2 separate regions of the Mus musculus genome follow, and region 2 is linked to region 1. A link is a contact called in public HiChIP or PLAC-seq data. All regions are on one chromosome and are shown on one strand. The core of a region is the stretch at or near the end of the contact, and the rest is flanking DNA. Distances in the headings are between cores, read along the strand shown.

The links. HiChIP or PLAC-seq counts read pairs in DNA pulled down with a chosen protein or histone mark.
Region 2: a contact with region 1 is called in a FOXA1 HiChIP or PLAC-seq map of pancreatic cancer cells. The contact joins two enhancer-like sites. A contact is called at or near these places in 6 of 484 Hi-C or Micro-C datasets (the MNK3 cell line, adipose-derived mesenchymal stem cells, embryonic fibroblasts and 2 more), 2 of 115 datasets of contacts at active chromatin or transcription factors (SST interneurons and pancreatic cancer cells) and 1 of 9 other capture datasets (embryonic stem cells).

The regions. Positions count from the first base shown.
Region 1 is chr15:58,479,508-58,483,634 of GRCm38.p6, reverse strand. No RefSeq gene overlaps it. Among named protein-coding and RNA genes, the nearest start is that of Fer1l6, 28 kb to the left of the region's middle. Within about 2 kb of position 2,809, at least 58 of the 459 cell types and tissues checked have an H3K27ac peak or open chromatin away from gene starts, as enhancers often do. A contact at or near this core is called in pancreatic cancer cells, where this site is marked.
Region 2 is chr15:58,744,886-58,748,983 of GRCm38.p6, reverse strand. No RefSeq gene overlaps it. Among named protein-coding and RNA genes, the nearest start is that of Gm41329, 13 kb to the left of the region's middle. Within about 2 kb of position 1,898, at least 60 of the 459 cell types and tissues checked have an H3K27ac peak or open chromatin away from gene starts, as enhancers often do. A contact at or near this core is called in pancreatic cancer cells, where this site is marked.

The sequences.
Region 1 (4,127 bases), core at 1,560-4,059:
ACTCAAAGATCTGTAGTAAGCTAAGGAGAACTCTGGTGCTGGGATATGATCATGACAAATCCTGAGAGCATAAAGAGCCCATTGGATTGACTTGAGTGGTGTTAATTCGATGAATAACACAGCACTGCAGGGTAGAAGAAACATCAAACAATGTCATTGATCCATTCAACTCAGTAAGCCTGAACATACCTGACTCTACAGTTTTACTTTATGAAATAATTAATATGTACCTTATTGTATAAGCAATTCTTATGATGTTTTCAGCACACAAAGGTGAAGATTTGCCTTTTGTGAAATTGCTGGAGTAGAGCTATTTCCTCCCATGACCATCATCAGAATAGTGGTGCCCTGCAGAGTGCCCTGGTGCACAGTCACGGCCACAGTGGGAAATAGTGATAGCTCCATCTCTGGTAACAAGGTTGGTCAAGGTGGAGGCAGGTTTCAGAACCTCACAAGATGCAATCTCTCATCACTCTGAGGCTACATGTAACCCTGTCCCAGCTGACCTGAAAGGGAAAGATAGAATATTGACTTGGGTAGGAGCTCATTTTGTGACTGGTTGGCCATGCTACAGTGGGACTTTTCAAAGACTTTGATGCCCATAAGTCACTCATGCCCCTGTAAGTAACCTCTCCCACATGCCTCTCTAGTAAGTAACCCCTCCCACAAGCCCCTGTAAGTAACTCCTCCCACGAACTCCTGTAAGTAACCCCTCCCCCAAGCCCCTGTAAGTAACCTTAGTACACTCATTGGTTCACCAAGCTAGACTTGGGTAGAATACTTTCTTTGGTCTATAGGTGTTCTGTGTGGTGACTGAGATTTCTTTGTGCATACTCACGTAAAATCATTCAACAACAACAACAATCCATCTAATGCGCTGAACTTTCATAAGATGGGAGGGCTGTTCATTACTCCCTACAATTAGGAGGTAAAGATCCCTACGGACAAAAACTCAAAGAGGGTGAGAGAGAAGAAACTCAGGGTCTCTTTGGGTTCTCTGGGATCCTTAGCTCATCCAAGTGACAGGCAGATAAGGACACCAAAACTCAGACTGGCGACAGAAAAGCTCCAGGCCTCACTGCATGCACACAGTTGGCTGAGTATACTAGAGACACAGGCAAGTTGCAAATCCTTGTTTGATGACACGGGGAAATTGACTTTACCATGTGAGCTTCAGTTTCCAGACTAACATACTTTATATTAGAGTGATTTTTAGCTACATCTGCTGAAGATGCAATAAAAAATGCTCAAACAATAAGAACACATTATTATCTCATAAAGTAAGACTAGAATCAGGTGTCTTTAGGCTTATTGAGTTGAAAGATCAATGACATCACCAGAGTTCAGACTGTTCCCAATTTTCTGCTGTCCCATCCGCAAAATGCCCACTTTGTCTTACAATCCACCTGGCCTAATAGTCCCAAGAGAGCTGCAACAGGAAGACGCCTATGAAACAAAGAGAAGGAAAGAAGATGTCAGGTCCAAAGAAAACTCTATTTCCCCAAATTCTGGCAATTAGACATTCCTCAGGAACGTTTGAAGCTGGATCCCCTCTGCCAGTGATAAAGTTTCCCTTATCACTGGCATGCTGAAGGATCAAATGACTGTCTGCGGAGGCTACTAGCATACCAGAGCACACACCGGCCTCTAGTGTCCCTCAGCATCACAAATTCCTGTTACACACCTCAGAGCCCATGCTGGCATCCTGGCACTTCTCAGCTCTCCTCGTGTCCTCTGCCGCTCTCTCTTGTCTCCTGGCCAAATCCTCTTTCTCTCTCCCTTTCCCTCCTCCTTCCTCCCTTTCCCTCCTCCCTCCTCCCTCCCCCCTCCTCCCTCTCCCTCCTCCCTCTCCTTTCTCCCTCCTCCCTCTCCTTCCTCCCTCTCCCCCTCCTCCTTCCTCCTCCCTCCTCCCTCTCTCTCTGTGTTCTTTCTTTTTCTCCCTCTCATGGCCCTTACCTCTCTCTGCCTCTCCTCTCTTCTCTCATAGCCAAGTCACTCTGCTGGCCATGGTCAGTCTACTTTGTCTCTCTGCTCTAGACTCTTCCAGATCCCTCTGGCTGCTTTCCCCTTCATGTCTACAACAAAAACCTTCTGTTCAACCATACTTTAGAGTGGTCATGCCATCAGTTTATACATCTGTTGCCAAAACTCCCAGTTTATACAGAACAAGGTGGGGAGGGATGAAAGAAGTAAAGAAGGAAGGGAGGAAGAAAAGAAGGGAAGGAGGGAGGGAGAGAGGGCGGGAAGGAGACAATGAAGTACATTTAGGTAGGATTGCTCATGTCTCTAATCCCACTACTCAGGAGTTAGAGTCAAGAGCAACATAACTCATGGCTAACCTGGGCTATGCATATGTATAATATGTCTATGTATATATGTGTATGTGTGTGTATGTGTATGTGTATATGTATATGTATAACAGGATCATGTTATACAAATTCTTGATGAGAGTCCAAAGGACTCGAATTAGCATATATTAGAGATACCTGCAGATAAATGCTTATTGTAGAATCCCTCATAAAAGTCAGGTTATGAAATCAGCCCGTGTGTCCACCAACAGATACAGAGATAAAATAAACTTGGCTATATATACAATGCAGTGCCATTCAGCTGTTGGATGGAGGAAAACATGTTCTTTACCATAAAGTGAAAGGGACTCTAGACTGTGTTAAGCCAGGAACAGAAAGACACATATCAAACATGTTTAGACCCTAGTTCCCAGGGGACAAATGCTCCTGTGAAGAGAAGGCCATTATTAATGAGAGCCAGAAAATGGAATCTATCCCAAATTGCTAGCAGCAGCATGCTGTAACCTGACACTGGAGAACCACAGTGGCACTGGGTGACTCAAGATTCACAAGGCTTCTCCAAACAGGTTCTTAAAGGTAATGATACAAGTTTTTCATTGGAGTTTTAGTTTTTCTTTTGCCTCTAATTTTAATCAATGATACAATTGTCAAAAAGAAGCAGTCTTTCTCTTTAACACATAAAGCATCAGGGTGCTTCTGTCTGGGATCAAGTAAGCAAACACACGGTACGCCGAGGCCAGAGGTGCTCGTGACTCAGTCTCACTCAGCTGAACACCACTAAGCACCATATGGTTCTGATTATAATGGCTTTAAGTTGTTTTTCTTCTTAGTCATAGATCGTGTCATTTATGCTCCTGTGGCCGGTGATGACAAACACAAAGAATGAGGAAGGCTCATTTTAGAACAATAGAGGATTAATGAGGAGCATAAAATAATCATAGTTTCAAGGAATGGCCTCAAAATGACCTGCGTGCACCCTGTAACTCACCCACCAGAATGCTTATTTTTAAATGTAACTAACTGTCTCTGGCACTACAAGAAGTGGCTATCTAAAAAACAAAAAACAACTAACTACTCTAGCTAGGCTCTGGTAGAGTGCTCACTATACATAAGACCCTGGGTTCTAGCTGAAGGATAAATATGGATAGATGACAGAGCAACAGATAGATAAAAAAGATAGATAGATGATAGATAGATAGATAGATAGATAGTAGATAGATGATAGACAGATAGATAGATGATAGATAGATAGTAGATAGATGATAGATAGTAGATAAATGATAGATAGATAGATAGATAGATAGATAGATAGATAGATAGATAGATAGATAGATTAGATAGATTAGATAGATAGATAGTCATCTTGGCTTTTTGTTCATTGGTCTATCTATACTTCACACACACCATGCAGAGGACTGTTAATGGTTTTAAAATTCGGAAGGTAATTCTTGATTTTAAATACAATTGTGAAAGCAGTTTAAGCCAGAGAGGAAAGGAAACAGCACACTGAGCAGAAAATGTCACTGTGTTAAGTTTTCATTCTCCCTTCTGTGTGAATAAGGAGAACTCAAACCTTTGAACAGTCTTAACCAAGAACCCAGTTTGCAGCTTTCAACCCTGGATGTTCAAAGACTCCCCTGGGAACCTAGTCCTGAAAACCCTAATTCAGTTTCTCTAGGGTGAGGTCTGGGAAGAACATTTATGTCTCATCCAAGGTGGTTCTAGTGCACCCACCCTAACTAAGCAACTGCTCCTTCCTTTGACTGTAGGATTATATAACAAAAACAAAAAAATTACACACACACACACACACATACA
Region 2 (4,098 bases), core at 649-3,148, 270 kb before region 1:
GATGACCCACCCTCCTCCTCCTCCTCCCCCTCCCCCTCCCCCTCCCCCTCCCCCTCCTCCTCCCCCTCCCCCTCCCCCTCCCCCTCCCCCTCCCCCTCCCCCTCCCCCTCCCCCTCCCCCTCCCTCTCCTTCTCCTTCTTCTTCTTCTTCTTCTTCTTCTTCTTCTTCTTCTTCCCTTTTATTTTATTTTTTTTTTGGAGACAGGGTTTCTCTGTGTAGTCTTGGCTGTCCTGGAACTCACTCTGTAGACCAGGCTGGCCTCGAACTCAGAAATTCGCCTGCCTCTGCCTCCCGAGTGCTAGGATTAAAGGCGTGTGCCACCACGCCCAGCTCTCCCACCCTACTTCTTAATCCAAGCCAGAGGAAAAAGAACTAACTCACCCCTCCCCGACTGACCATCAGAGATTGTGTATCCTGGAATGCTGGCATTGTAGAAATGATACTGGAGGAGGAGTGGAGGATGAGACTCCATTGGTAGAGTGCTTGTGTAGCGTGCATGAAGCGCTGGGTTTGATTCCCAGCGTGGCATAGGTTGAGCATAGTGTCACATGCCTGTAATCCTGGGACGTGGGAGATGGAGACAGGAGGATCAGAGGTTCAAGACCATCATCAGCTGCAAAGCAAGTTGGATGTGAGGCTAGGGTACACGAGACTGTCTCAGGGAAGAGGGGGAGGAGGAAGGGGAGGAGGAGGAAGGGGAGGAGGAGGAGGAAGGAGAGGAAGATTGTGTAAGGATCAGTATCAGCTCAGGACCCTCAAGACCAAGTTCTAAGCACAAAGATTTATTTGCCCCACAGGGACAAAGGTCAGGGAATAAGACACAAGGACCGGAGGTAGAAGACAAGGAAGAAGGAGAGAGGGCAGGGATATTTGTCCTGGGGGGACAAAGGACAGCCTCTGAATAGAGAGGAGAGAGAAGTGGCCGGTAGGCAAATGCAGTTTATAAAGGGGAAGCGAGAAAGTCCGAGTTGGGATGAGGTGTTTAATTTTGATCGGGGATGTTTGTTATTAGGTGAGCCAGAGGGAGCTTCTGATTGCTGGACTTCAATACTTTGATAGCTGGACCTTGGTATTAAGCCTCAGGAGGAGGAAGTGGCCAAATAAGGGACTAGACCTTGGTGGCTAGCTTTAGGACTGCCATCTAAGAGTTCTTAGTAAGGCAGAGGGAATGGGGAGAAGGGCAAGACCTGCAGAGCCATGTTTGCCATGTTTGGGCCTGCTAGAGTCCCTTCAAGGAGGAAAAGAGGAAGAGGACGAGGAGGAGAGAATAGAAGATGAGAGAAGGGACCATCCGTAGGGTGACATCTGGCTGCACTGTAAGCCACGCATAGGTAAGATGCAGGGAGACTGAGGCTGGAGTACAGGCAAACAGTCAGTAACTGAAGGTTATTACTGTCAAAGCCAAATAAAATAGCCATAGTCTGAGTCTCGCTGGGGATAAGTTTAAATTGGATCAACTGCACCATTGAGTACTAGCTCAGCTGTGGGCACCTTCTAGCTCTAAGGATGAGGAGAGCAAAATTGAGTGCAACCCTGTTTGCAGACACCCACACAGTTGCACTGGAGTTGACAGAGGCAGGCAAGCGAGGTGGCAACTGCAGAGTTAGACCTATAGAGGGGCAAAAGCCCTGTAGGGAGCAAATCTTCATAAGCCATCCTCTGCCAATCAGCTTAGGTCTCCAAACTAGCCAGGAGGAGGAGGGAGGCCGCAGCCTGTTAAACCCAGTGCACGGATCCCAGTCTCTTCTCAATTGATCTGACATTCACTGAAGTATCTACCTTCGCTGGAGGGCTGCGTGTGGAGTCAGAAGCATCAGCGTCTGTGCCAGCCTCGCCAGCCTCGCCTTTAAACTGTTACATTTCTGTTGACAATCTGGCAGATGTTTCAGCTCACCAGCCCGATGAGTCATGCCCAGAGCAATGGATCAAGCAGAAAAACAAACATACAAAAGAGCAGAAGGAAAGAAACAGCTCCTGTTTTATCACATTTATGCCCCCTAGGGTGCCTTGTCCTTAATTTAAACAAAGATCCCGTGAGGTTGGCAAGATTGTGAACTCAGCTTCTCAAGAGGCAGAAAACTAGGCACAGATGCTAGCTGGTTATCTAGGACAGAACAGGAGTCAAGTTCTGGGAAGCTAGGACCCTGGTTGGTGACCTTAGGAACACCTTTGACAGGGTAGCCGGTGTGATGCTGTCTGTACGATGCTGCCTGTGTTTTCTGTGTCATCTGGTCACTGCTCAGATGTGTCCGATGCTGAAATGTCCCGCTGTCTTTCAGGAGTGAAGAGCTGGCCCAGCTGGGACAGATTGTAAGGAGGAACATGACTCTAGGTTGTCAAGGAAGAAGAGGAGGAAGGGGGACATTGAGAAACCACTTTTGTCTACAGAGAGCCTTCTGTGGCTTTACTCTGGAGCAGGGGCAGGTTTTCTATTGGCTTTGCTAGGGGATTCTTTCTATTCTCTCACAGACAAACCCTGAGCCCAGTTGGAAGAGAATGGATAGCCGGCTCTTCAGTGTTCTGGATTCAGCATTGTAACCTGAAATAGGGTTGGCTCTTGCCATACTGTTCCTCTTGTATATTTCTCAGAGGCCACTTTCCTTGAGTTTGCGGAAGGAGAGGGAAAGGGAACTGGATCCTATTTTGATCTCCCCCCCCACTCCGGAGGCATAAAGGACATAGAAGTCACAACAATCAGAAGGTTCCTGAAAAGTCTGTAGGCCTGGGTTTGATGCCTTGTTCTGCCAGTTTCCCATCTTAAACTAACCTCCACGTACCACACTTCAATGTCCCTTGTCTTGTAACTGAACATTGTTAGCCTGACTGGTTCCTGATGTGAGTCTTCAGGAGGGCAATGGAGACTGAGCAAGCACCATGCCAGTCAGGGCTGCCTCACTCAGCCATCTTGGGTCTCATTCTATGAATGACCAGAGTAAAACCTCAGCTGTGTCTTCCCACAGTGACATTGCCACCATTGAAACACTCTATTGGGGTTCAGCCTGTTGTGTCTGGGAGTTCAAAGCTGGGTGGGGCATCGCCTGCGAATTGGGCGATATTCATGGAGCAACAATCCTGATCTCCCCACGTCTCCCCCATGATGACCTCTACCCAGAGCACCTGGTGCTGATGTTAACCCTCCAGAGTGGTCATCCAGGGCTTCCAGGTGACACACAGTGGTTGAGGAGTTTCCTCGATCCCCGTATTGCATATGCTGAGATTATCAGGGTAGGAACTCACTAACTCTCCCTCCATCCAACGTGCAGTGAGGGAAGGTCCTGAGCTGTTTAAGCCATGACTTGATGGACTGCTCAGTGTGTGACTGATCCTGGGACTGACACATGATTTTCCTTCCTCTTTCTTCAAATGACTCATCTGGACCAAGAGGACAAGACAGTCCAAGTCCGAAAGAGTCGAACCTTCTCATTCTACCCTGGAGAAGCGAAGTGGGGAGAGGGCTTGCCACCCCAATGCAGGATTTGACAGGAATCTGTGCAGGCTGGCATGCCCTGGGATGTCTCTTGAATGGTACTGCTGAGACCTATCATGGTCATAGTAGGAGGAAGGGGACTAGGGACTGTCAAAATCTGTAGCTCACAACACTGAATTGAAGCTATAGTCTTCACAGAAAGAGCTGTTTTATTTGGTCATTTCTACATGTGCGTATCTATGCGTGGTTTGTACCTACAGAGGTCAGAAGCACCTAATCCCCATGGATCTGGAGTTACAGGCAGTTGTCAGTTGGCAGCTGCCAGATGTGGGTGCTTGCAATGGGACTCATCTCCTATGGGAGGGCAGCAAGAGCTCTTAACCACCGAGTTAGCTTTCCAGCCCTCCACAGGTCCGCACAACAGGAATACTGATATGGAGGGTTCCTGAGGTGCTTTTGGTTCAAGTTCGTTTAGTTAAATTTAAATTCTTTAAGAGGAGACATTTCAACTTTACCATAGCATTTCTGAACCACTTATGTATCATATCTAATAAGATAATTGTATGAATCTTAAAGAACTTTAAAAAAAAGCACCCCAATTTATATTCCACTTGATACTCATAATCCAATACAGTACCATTTTGACATAATTGTATAAATGTCACCGAGAA